Linked DNA regions of Mus musculus: regions 1 and 3 are each linked to region 2. The links are chromatin contacts, called in public HiChIP or PLAC-seq and promoter capture Hi-C maps. All regions are on one chromosome and are shown on one strand. The core of a region is the stretch at or near the end of the contact, and the rest is flanking DNA. Distances in the headings are between cores, read along the strand shown. Region 1 holds the start of Dnph1 (2'-deoxynucleoside 5'-phosphate N-hydrolase 1). Region 2 holds the start of F630040K05Rik (RIKEN cDNA F630040K05 gene). Region 3 holds the start of Rrp36 (ribosomal RNA processing 36 homolog (S. cerevisiae)).

What was found. Promoter capture Hi-C pulls out the DNA fragments that hold promoters and counts their contacts. HiChIP or PLAC-seq counts read pairs in DNA pulled down with a chosen protein or histone mark.
Region 1: a contact with region 2 is called in a FOXA1 HiChIP or PLAC-seq map of pancreatic cancer cells. The contact joins the promoter of Dnph1 here to the promoter of F630040K05Rik in region 2. A contact is called at or near these places in 9 of 39 promoter capture datasets (the C10 cell line, the HPC-7 cell line, the SN4741 cell line and 5 more), 1 of 15 datasets of contacts at CTCF or cohesin (pro-B cells), 3 of 484 Hi-C or Micro-C datasets (the G1E-ER4 cell line, embryonic stem cells and reprogramming fibroblasts), 9 of 115 datasets of contacts at active chromatin or transcription factors (the 230-238 cell line, T-cell acute lymphoblastic leukemia, astrocytes and 5 more) and 2 of 9 other capture datasets (embryonic stem cells and liver).
Region 3: a contact with region 2 is called in a promoter capture Hi-C map of pre-B cells, with 10 times the contacts expected there. The contact joins the promoter of Rrp36 here to the promoter of F630040K05Rik in region 2. A contact is called at or near these places in 2 of 39 promoter capture datasets (hippocampal neurons and pre-B cells) and 4 of 115 datasets of contacts at active chromatin or transcription factors (embryonic stem cells, large pre-B cells, pancreatic cancer cells and 1 more).

What each region holds. Positions count from the first base shown.
Region 1 is chr17:46,495,200-46,498,158 of GRCm38.p6, reverse strand. Dnph1 (2'-deoxynucleoside 5'-phosphate N-hydrolase 1) reads right to left here and starts at 1,370. Exons shown (of 4, transcript NM_207161.3): 1 at 1,187-1,370. The coding sequence starts at 1,349.
Region 2 is chr17:45,732,682-45,735,936 of GRCm38.p6, reverse strand. It overlaps F630040K05Rik (RIKEN cDNA F630040K05 gene), which reads right to left and starts at 1,431. Exons shown (of 5, transcript NR_152153.1): 1 at 1,091-1,431. It overlaps 1600014C23Rik (RIKEN cDNA 1600014C23 gene), which reads left to right and starts at 2,093. Exons shown (of 2, transcript NM_028164.1): 1 at 2,093-2,351; 2 at 2,815-3,073. The coding sequence starts at 2,144. The coding sequence ends at 2,912.
Region 3 is chr17:46,672,888-46,675,947 of GRCm38.p6, reverse strand. It overlaps Rrp36 (ribosomal RNA processing 36 homolog (S. cerevisiae)), which reads left to right and starts at 1,622. Exons shown (of 7, transcript NM_144857.2): 1 at 1,622-1,751. The coding sequence starts at 1,661. Klhdc3 (kelch domain containing 3) reads left to right here. Exons shown (of 12, transcript NM_027910.3): 12 at 796-1,398. The coding sequence ends at 862.

The DNA.
Region 1 (2,959 bases), core at 121-2,620, 760 kb before region 2:
CCGGAATCCAAGGGGCGTGTCTGGGGTCAGAGAGCCAGGATCACAGTTTCCAGTTTGAATCAACTCTGCTGTTTAGGACGGTAAGGCTCTGCAGGTGGCAGAGCAGAACCACACTGTCTAAAACTTCTTTTGTGAGCCTGAGGATCATGGCTCATAGCACTAATCCCAGCCCCGGGAGCAGAGGCTGGGGAAATCTGTGAGTTCCAACACAGCCTGGTCTACACTGTAAGTACCATGATGGCCAGGGATATGTAGAGAGACCCTGTCTCAAAAAACAAACTAACAAGTTGTGTGTAGCAGCAGGTGCCTGTAGTTCTAGCACTTGGGCGGTGAAGGCAGGAGGATGGCGAGTTCTAAGGCCATCCTTGGCTACAAGTCTGACGTCACTGTGCGTTTATGACAGCCTGTTTCCAAAATAAAGAAAAGAAAAAGAAAAAGCAAGAAAAGTGACTAGGGGAGAAAACCCAGATTCAAAGGTTTTCTCCAGGCTATCACACTCTGTAGACTGTTTTGTCTCATTTCTTTGAGACAGGGGTTAACTCTGTAGCCCAGGTTGGCCTGGAACTCATCCTACCCTCTGCCTCCAGAGTGCTGACATTGGCGCTGAAGGTGGAGAACTATCAACAAAACACACCATGCGCTAGCCAAGCATAAGCACAAACAGGTTCTTTCCAATCCCCTGGCATTTTTTGCCTACGATTGATTCTTTGTCTTTTAAAAGATTCTCCCAGAATTGCTTTAGAGTCCACAGCTTAGGAGTTTGTTCTTGCATGGGGCAAGGGAGATCTACTTAAAAGTTTTTGGAGCAGAAATACAAGAGTTCTAGGTACAACTTTCCTACTGGAGGAGTGCTTATCCAGACCAGCTTATCAAAGCCTTGCTAGCCCAAAGCTGGGTCTGGGCTGTCACTTGCTTCCAGTGTGCTGGACAGGGACACTTGACCTGCGCATGGAACGTACACATATAATCCAGGACCTTCCATAGCCAGCCGGTCCCCTAACCATTACGAGGTCCTAGTCTGCAGATCCCCTAGCCTCCGGTCTAGCCTGCGGGTCACATGAGCTGCGGGTTCCCCAGGTTGAATGTCTACTAGCCAGTGGGTCTCCTATCCGGCAAGTCCCTAGTCAGCCGGTCCCCTTAGCCTACAGGTCCCCAGCCTGCGAGTCTCCAGCCCGCGTCGCCTCACCACGCGGCTCCAACTCAGCATCAGCCACGTGCTCAGTGAGCACCTTCCCATAGCGCCGCAGCCGGGATACGATCCGCGAATACAGAGCTTGGTCTTCCCGCCCGCCGCGGATGCTCCCGCAGAAGTACACAGAGCATGGAACCAGCTCCCCGGATGCCGCCATCGCCGCGCGCGGGCAACCGCTGCCGCCGCTACCACGTGACCTGGGAAAGCGACTCCCAGAGGTAAGGGGACCTTCTTCAAGCTCGCTCTCTTCCCGGATAGGCTCTTCCCGAGCCAACCCGCTCATTAGTTCTGACTCCTCCCCGTGACCTGCCCCTCCCCAGCTCCTAGCTATTCAAGTAGTTCTGTACGGATCTCAGTGCTCTCAAACTCTGTACGGGATCCATAGGCAACTGTGATTGGCTCTCATTAATCTTTCCAAAATTTAAAAAAGATTGTTAACTTATTTTAAAAATATTTTATTATTCATACATGTATGTAGTGTTTTAATCAAATCTAACCCAGTCTCTCTCTCCCCTCCAATCCATCTTCTATCCCCTACACCAACTTCATTTTTATTTATTATTTAAAATAATTATTATCTTTGATTATTTTATTATTTTATGTGTATAGGTGTTGTGATGGTTTGTTTATCCTTGGGCCAGGGAGTGGCACCATTTGGAGGTGTGGCCTTGTTCAAATAGGTGTGACCTGGTTGGAATAGGTGTGTCACTGTGGGTGTGGGCATAAGATCCTCACCCTAGTTGCCTGGAACTCAGTCTTCCACTAGCAGCCTTTGGATGAAGATGTAGAACTCTCAGCAATGCCTGTGCCATGCCTGCCTGGATACTGCCATGCTCTCACCTTGATGATAATGGACTGAACCTCTGAACCTGTAAGCCAGACCCAATTAAATGTTGTTTTTTATAAGACTTGCCTTGGTCATGGTGTCTGTGCACAGCAGTAAAAGCCTAACTAAGACAGGTGGTTTGCCTGAGTTTATATCTCTACATCATGTGCATGCCTGATGCCCCAAGAAGCCAAAAGAGCACAATGAGCTAACCTGAAACTGGAGTTACAGACACAGTGAGCCACCATGCAGGTGCTGACAATCCAACCTGGGTCCTCTGGAGAGTGGCCAGTGCTGTTAACCACTGAACCATCTCTACAGCTTCCCTCCCTACCCACTGAGCCCATTAGTGCTACCTATGTGTGCACCGGTGTGGAACCATCTACTGGAACAAGTACAGGCAGCCTCTCAGGGTCGTGCCTGCCTCACCAGCTGTTAGCTGTCAGCAACGCTTCAGCTATTGGCATGGGGCCCTTCTCCACACAGGGTAGGGTTTGGACCAGCCTGATCGTGCACGGGCAGTCATAGCTTCTATGAGTTATGTGTGTAACCCCACTGTCATGTCCAGAAACAATGTTTTCATGGCAGTCCCTCTGTCTTTCAACCCACTCTTCCATGGAGATGGCCCATTTACATTCAAACACTCTACAGTCTCCGAGAGACCCTATTAATCTGCAAAAAGAAGCTCTTCTGACGAGGGCTAAGGAATGCTCTAATTGATGGGTACAGAGATATGGAATCGGGCAAGACGGTTACACTTTCTAGAGCCTGACTCCCCACCATTTCCATGGCCACCGCTCTGGCCCTGCCCCTCCCCAGATCTCCCCATTCCAGCTCTTCCTACCACAGTCTGCTAGCCACTCTGAGGAGATGGAGAGCCCCTCAGTGACCCCACCTTAGTTAGGATAAAACCAGGGGGGGCCAGTGGCCCACAAGTTACA
Region 2 (3,255 bases), core at 182-2,681:
AGGTCAGGGAAGGAAAGCCGGCCATCTCCAGTGCGCCTTCCCCATTTAAGATGTTGGGAGAGGCATCTCTGTCCCTCAAGCTCTTTTTCCTGCCCAAAGCCACCTGGGTTCATCCTGTTGTCTAACTTCGAACCCTCTGACAGGTTAAGTCTAAATCATCAAAAAGAAAGGCAAACTTCCTGGGGGGCAGCTGGGGGGGTGGGGAGGACAGGCCAGGGAGACCGGACTTACTAGCCCTACACAAGGAAGGATTCTCTACCCACCTCCCTGGTGGCCTCAGTCCTTGGGCAGCGCCCTCTGCTGGCCAGAAAGAAATGCAGGAAAGAACAGAGTCCTACAGATCTTTGGGAAGGTCTGAGAAGGGGGACAAGGGACAGAGAAACAAGTAAAAACGTTAAGCTGCCCTGTCACTGACCTGAGCATACATAAAGAAGCAACCCTAGATGTGAGGAAGTTGTGACCCGCTTTATATGGACCTAGGGGTTAAGCAAGCTGGCAAACAGACTTTTAACACCCCAGAAGTGGCACTTCCTGCCCTGAATAGCTCAGTTGCCCTCTGCCCCTGAAACTCTTATTCCTGCCAGAAAGCCTTTCCTGCCACCTCCTACCAGGGCAACGTGCTAGAAGGTGCAGCTATAGCCAGAACCCTAGAACCTAAGAGCTGAGAGAGAGAGGGCACCTCAAGCCAGAAACATACACACAGAGATCCAAGCCCAGATCCCTGCTACAGCAGAACTCAAGATAGAATTAGGCCCTGGCCCTGAGTCACATCTTGGCATGAGCTTGCCTGACCAAGACAGGCCAGCTTGTCCAGAGGTGAGACTTAGGTCACAACCCATCGCCCTACCTCTGATGCCAGGTATCCTTCCCCTCACGTCCCACACGTGGGGTCAGGGTGGGGCCTGGGATGGACTGGGCTGGGCTAGTGCTGAGACCAGTGAAGGGTGGAGCACTTGGAAGGCAGAGGAGGGACATCCTGGGTGAGGGAGGCTACGAGTGTCCCCAAGGACTGGTGGCTTCTGGATTATCCTCTGGTGGTTGCTTCTCTAGCCCTGGGCATCTGCACAGGACCTTCACCCGGCTGACTTACCTCCAAAGACGGCAGCTCCTGACCTTCCCGGGCCCATTAGGGCCTGAAGCAGGGCCACACTTCCATGCTGCAGCCAGAGGGCCAGGCTTGTCTGCAGCCCTCCCCGTCAAGCACATGACCCAGTGGGCTTCCTTTGTGGCCCCCTGCATTACTTAACTGATTCACTGATCCCCCTAAGTGGCCAGGTCCCTTTCAGACCCAGGCAGCCTAGGGAGACTCCTAGGGGCAGTGTTGAAGCCCAGGAGGTACAGAGATCTACCGGCTTTAATTGGAAGTAATTAGTTAATCTACTCTGAAAGCAGTGGGGGAGGGGAGGAAGCTTTGGGGAAAGAAGACTCTACACTGTCAATCTGGTGAGTCTTGGGGGACCATAACTCTCCCCTGCACACGCACTCACTTAGAAGGCCTTTCTTTTCAACCCCAAGGCAAACCCAGGCCCGGAACAGACAGGGGGCAGCTTTGTATACAACAAAGCAGGTGCCCTGGGTTTGGTGGGAATCACCTTTGAGAGCAAGCCAGGAGAAAACCAAAGAAGGGAGCTAGAGAGATGCAGGAACTCTAGGGTGAGAACTGGTTCCTCTCTGTCACCTCTGTTTGCACCCTGCCCAAGGTCACGCACGTACAGCCCTACAAGTTAGGAGCCAGTGCGCTCCCAGCCCAAAGGCTAGCTTCGCTATTTCGGCAGCGAGAAGCCATTCCCATAACGGGGAAAGGGGCGCCGGAGGACAGAGCCCTAACCAGGCCCCAGGGGGTGTGTCCTCGGCCACAACGCGACGCGGGCAGGCAGCGTGGCGGGGACTCTGGCCGACAGCCTCCCGCGCGGTCCGGAGCAGCTGACCCGCTGGCGATCGGCCAAGTTGCGGCGGGCCGGGAGGCAGCAACGTGCGGCGCGGCATGTCGCGGGCCCGGAGACAGGGAGCTGTGGGGGCGGACCGGCGCGCCGCCTCCCCCCTCCGGGCCCCGGCCCATTCATAAAACCCAAAGGCATTGCCCAGGCCTGGCAGGCTTGGACTCCTAATTGCAAACTCATTAAGGAGTTTGCATCTCATTTACATGGAAATCATTTCCTGGGCCCTCAACAGAGAACTGTCCTCTCTATCCATCAGGCATACTGTGCCCAGTTCGACCCATCTACAGAGTGGGACAGAAGGGGGCCTGTCTTTCGGCCAGTGCCCCCCTCCCCAGTCTACCCACTGGGAGTCCCGGAAAGGGGGGCGGTTGGCAGAGCACCCACCAGCAAGGAACCCTGCCTGCGCCCCAGGTGAGCTGGCTCTAACCCCAGTGGGTCCAAGTGAGGGAGGTGCCCGCCAAGTCATTTGCCCCCCGGCCTGGCCGTGCCCAGGGAAGGGAGGAGGCGGTAGGCATTGGTCCGAAGCAGCTGGTTGTACCTGGCAAGAGTAGACCTGGTGGGTGAGGCAGTTCGTGCCCAGCCTCACGTACCTCCCTGCTACAGGCCGTGCCCCCACCCCCACACCCCTTACCCCACAGAACAAGCGCTCAGTGACTCCAGACACAGACACCCAGTCACAGCGCACAAAGGCACCCACAACTGGGCCAGCCGTCATAGCCACCATCCTGGCAGCCACTCTCGATGGCACACAGATCCTTCACAAGCCATTTGTCCAGGGTTGGGGGAGAGAGTCCTGTCTCGCGGAAGTGAGCCCAAAGAGGGTGTGCTCCCTTATGAACAGCACATGTGACCTCCCACCCCCTCTTTCCTACAGGTCCTTTTGGAAGTCCTCAAGTGCTGGCTCTGCAGAAGGACTTGCCCTGGCCAGACAGTGGGAATTCAGTGACCTGGTCATACTCAGGAGGAAATTGAAACCTGTGAGGATAGCTTGCTCTCCCAGACTGTATTAGAGCTGGTTTCTGTCCTGGTCCTTCATGTATGTAGTTAAGAGAGGGCTTCCAGCGTGTTCCATGTGAGGAGCTGGGGTATCCAACTGTTTAATGTTTAAAATGAAATAGAACCGTCTAAAGCCCATGAAATCTGATTTCATCTAGGACATAGTGTCCCTGTTCTGTGTCACCTGAAGTAGCAGAGATGAGCTCACCCATTCAGCATTTAGAATGTAGGATAAGAACCAGCTTTGTCCAGGTCATGCCGGTTCCACCCCACCCACCAGCCCCCACTCCCTATCCCAAGACGCAACCCGGCTCCCCCT
Region 3 (3,060 bases), core at 373-2,872, 940 kb before region 2:
GAGTTCAAATTGAGCACCAAAAGTCACTCCATGAGACATTGCCTCCTCTTGGTCATTCTAAGACATTCCTGCCTCCTTGAGCCAGGTTTTATTTTTTATTTTTTGGTTTCCCGAGACAGGGTTTCTCTGTATAGACCTGGCTGGCCTCTCCTTCCAAATGCTGGGATTAAAGGCGTGTGCCACCACACCCGGCTAATTCTTGCTTGTTAAGGTCTCTGTGTCCTTTGGTGACAGAGAATCACCAATTCACAGAATGAATCCCAGACTGGCCCCAATTTAACACGGGTGCGAATACCTTAATGCCGAGTACACGGCTTAGAGTCTTGTATAAGGAAGACTTAAGTCTTTGTAAAATGAAAGTGGTGTGGGAAGCATACTTTTAAGTTGGTGGGGTGGATGGGAAAATCTTTAGGTCCCAAAGTTTAGGGAGAACAGGAGGTCTGAATCAGGGCCTTAAAATAAGGGAAATTGGCAACAAGGGATTGACGCTCTGGTAAGGATGAGGGGGAAGTGCTGCCTGGCTGGCTGCAGACTGCAGAGCAGGAGAGGTACCTGGGGTGTTTACTAAAATGGGTACACCTGAGCCAGATGCTTAGGCTCAGAAGTCTGTATAAACATAAACAGGAAATCCCAGAGAACCTGGAGGTGGTTGAGTAGGAGGAGGTGGGAGTTGTAGTGGTAGGTGGGGTCTGGTGATTAACCCCTCTGTGGGAGTTTGGAGGGTGCTGTGTCATAGCTTTGTTGTCATAGAGACCACCTCTTCCGGTCTTCTCTGCCCATTGTTCACCTTTCCAGGTGGGAGCTCAACGCCATGACCACCAACAGCAATATCAGCCGCCCCATTGTCTCCTCCCATGGCTAGGAAGTTTATGCTGCCTCCCCTACTGAGCCCTCTCTTGTCTTCATTGCCCCTGCCCTTCTCACCCGCCTGCCCCTTTGGACCCTGGACTCGGTATACCTCCACGTGGAGTTGATGGACTAGAGGTGTTTTCTGTGCTGTGAATTCAGTGGGGAGTTTTTTGGGGGAGGGCATTTCCCTCCCTCCTTGGGCCGAGGGCCCCTTCCCTTGGTGCTCTGTCCCCATCCACCTCCCTCCACCGCTCCTGGGCCTTTGCTCTGCCCCAGTCTGGCTGGGTAGCCAGGCTGTGTGTGCTGGAAAGGGACAGGAGTGGGAGAAGCCAGCAGTGTTGGAGCCTCAGGAGCCTCCCTCTCCCCATGACCACCCTCTCCCTGCTTGAGCATCGCCCGGGAGCTGAGAGGAGCCTCGGCTGTTGGCATGAAACCCCCTCCCCAACCCGCGGTGGTGGGGACCAACAGACAGCTTCACCCTTCCTTGAGCTGTTGCTGTACCCCTGAAGCTCAGGCAGCTCTGACTTTATAAAACCTAAAACCTCCAAACGTGTCCTATTTCTGGCGACTACGATAGAGGGGTGGAGGCAAAGGGGCCACCCTTGCGGTTCTGGCTTCAGGGCCAAGCATCTGAAGAAATCCGATGCCACTGAGCCTGGCAGCCTCTCCGCAGACGTGAAGTTCTACGGCTGCGGGGCGGTGCTTCTGGCAGAACCCTCAGCACATTGGCTCAGGCTTCCGGAAAGGGTGGGACGTGGGACCTCGTCGTGAGCGGAAGTCGTGCAAGTTTTCAGCCCGGACTACGGAAGACATGCGGAAGGCTGGTTCTAGGGCTAGGGCTGAGGCCGAAGGTCCTCACCGTGCTATGGAGGGCGGGGAGGTGACTGGCGACCGGCTGAAGGGTGAGGACCTAAGGCTGGGGTGAGCGGGAGGCGTTTGGCTGCGGGAACAGAAGCCGCCCGAGTGCCGCGGTTCAATGGAGGCCGAGAGGAGCGGGTGCTTCCCGCTTTACGACTTTGGGAGAAGTTTCGTGGTTTGGTTTGGTTTGGTTTGGAACATGGCGGTGGGCGGGGTACGGAGGGCGGGGATGTCTCATAATGTGGCCCAGGCCAGTTTCGAACTCTTGGCCGCCCTGCCTTATTACCAAGTGCTGGGTTTATAGGTCTTAAGTCTCCGGGCCAGGCCTGGGCATATTCTTAAAGGGAGGATTTGGGTTCTTCCTAAGTCTAGTAGGGCGGGATGCGACTAACTAAACTGTATGCGTGCACTTGGAAATAAAGAATAACCAAACAGCAAAGCAAAAAGTTCGTTGTCGGTCCACTTAACCTCTAGAAAAGGGTATTTAGCCAGGCGGGTTAGTACACGCCTGACCAGCACTCGGGAGGCAGAGGCAGCCAGATTCCTGTGCACTCCAAACCAGCTTGGTCTACATATTCCAGTGATTCTCGACTTTCCTAATGCTGTGACACTGGTGACCCCAACCATAAAGTTATTTTGTTGCAACTTCATAACTGTGATTTTTGCTACTGTTATGAATAGTAATATAAATATGTTTTCTGATGGTCGTAGGCAACCCCTGTGAAAGGGGCTTTGGACACCTTCCCCAAAGGAGTTGAGACTCAGGTTGAGACCCTTTGACACAGTGACTTCCAAGCTGAGGGAGATGGAAGCCACTGGAGAGCTTTGAGTTCAGAATACCATGAAAATTAGCACAGGGAGGGATAAATCAGACTCTTTTTTACTATGCAAAAATAAATAGGTTCTGGCCAGGAGGTGGTGGCACATGCCTTTTTAATCTCAGAGCTCTAGAGGCAGAGGCAGGCAGAGCTCTGAGTTTGAGGCCAGCCTGATCTACAGAGGAAGTTCCAGGACAGCCAAGGCTACACAGATCCTGTCTAGCAACATTACAGAGTAGCACCTTGGCGACCAGTGCTGCCTAGCAAGTAAGGATGGTCTTTGCTATGTATCTGATGTGTGTGTGTGTGTGTGTGTGTGTGTGTGTGTGTGTGTGTGCGCGCGCGCGCGCGCGCTTGTGCAAGTATACGTACATGTGTGTGTCTTACAAAGTGGACGTGGAGCTCAGAAGACAGCTTTGGTCAGTCTGTCCCCTCCCTACACCATGTGACTCCAGGCTCTAACTTAGGTGGTCCAGCCTGGCAGGGCGTTCTTTTCATATTCTGAACCTAGCCCGATGAAGACTTTTCCTGCAGT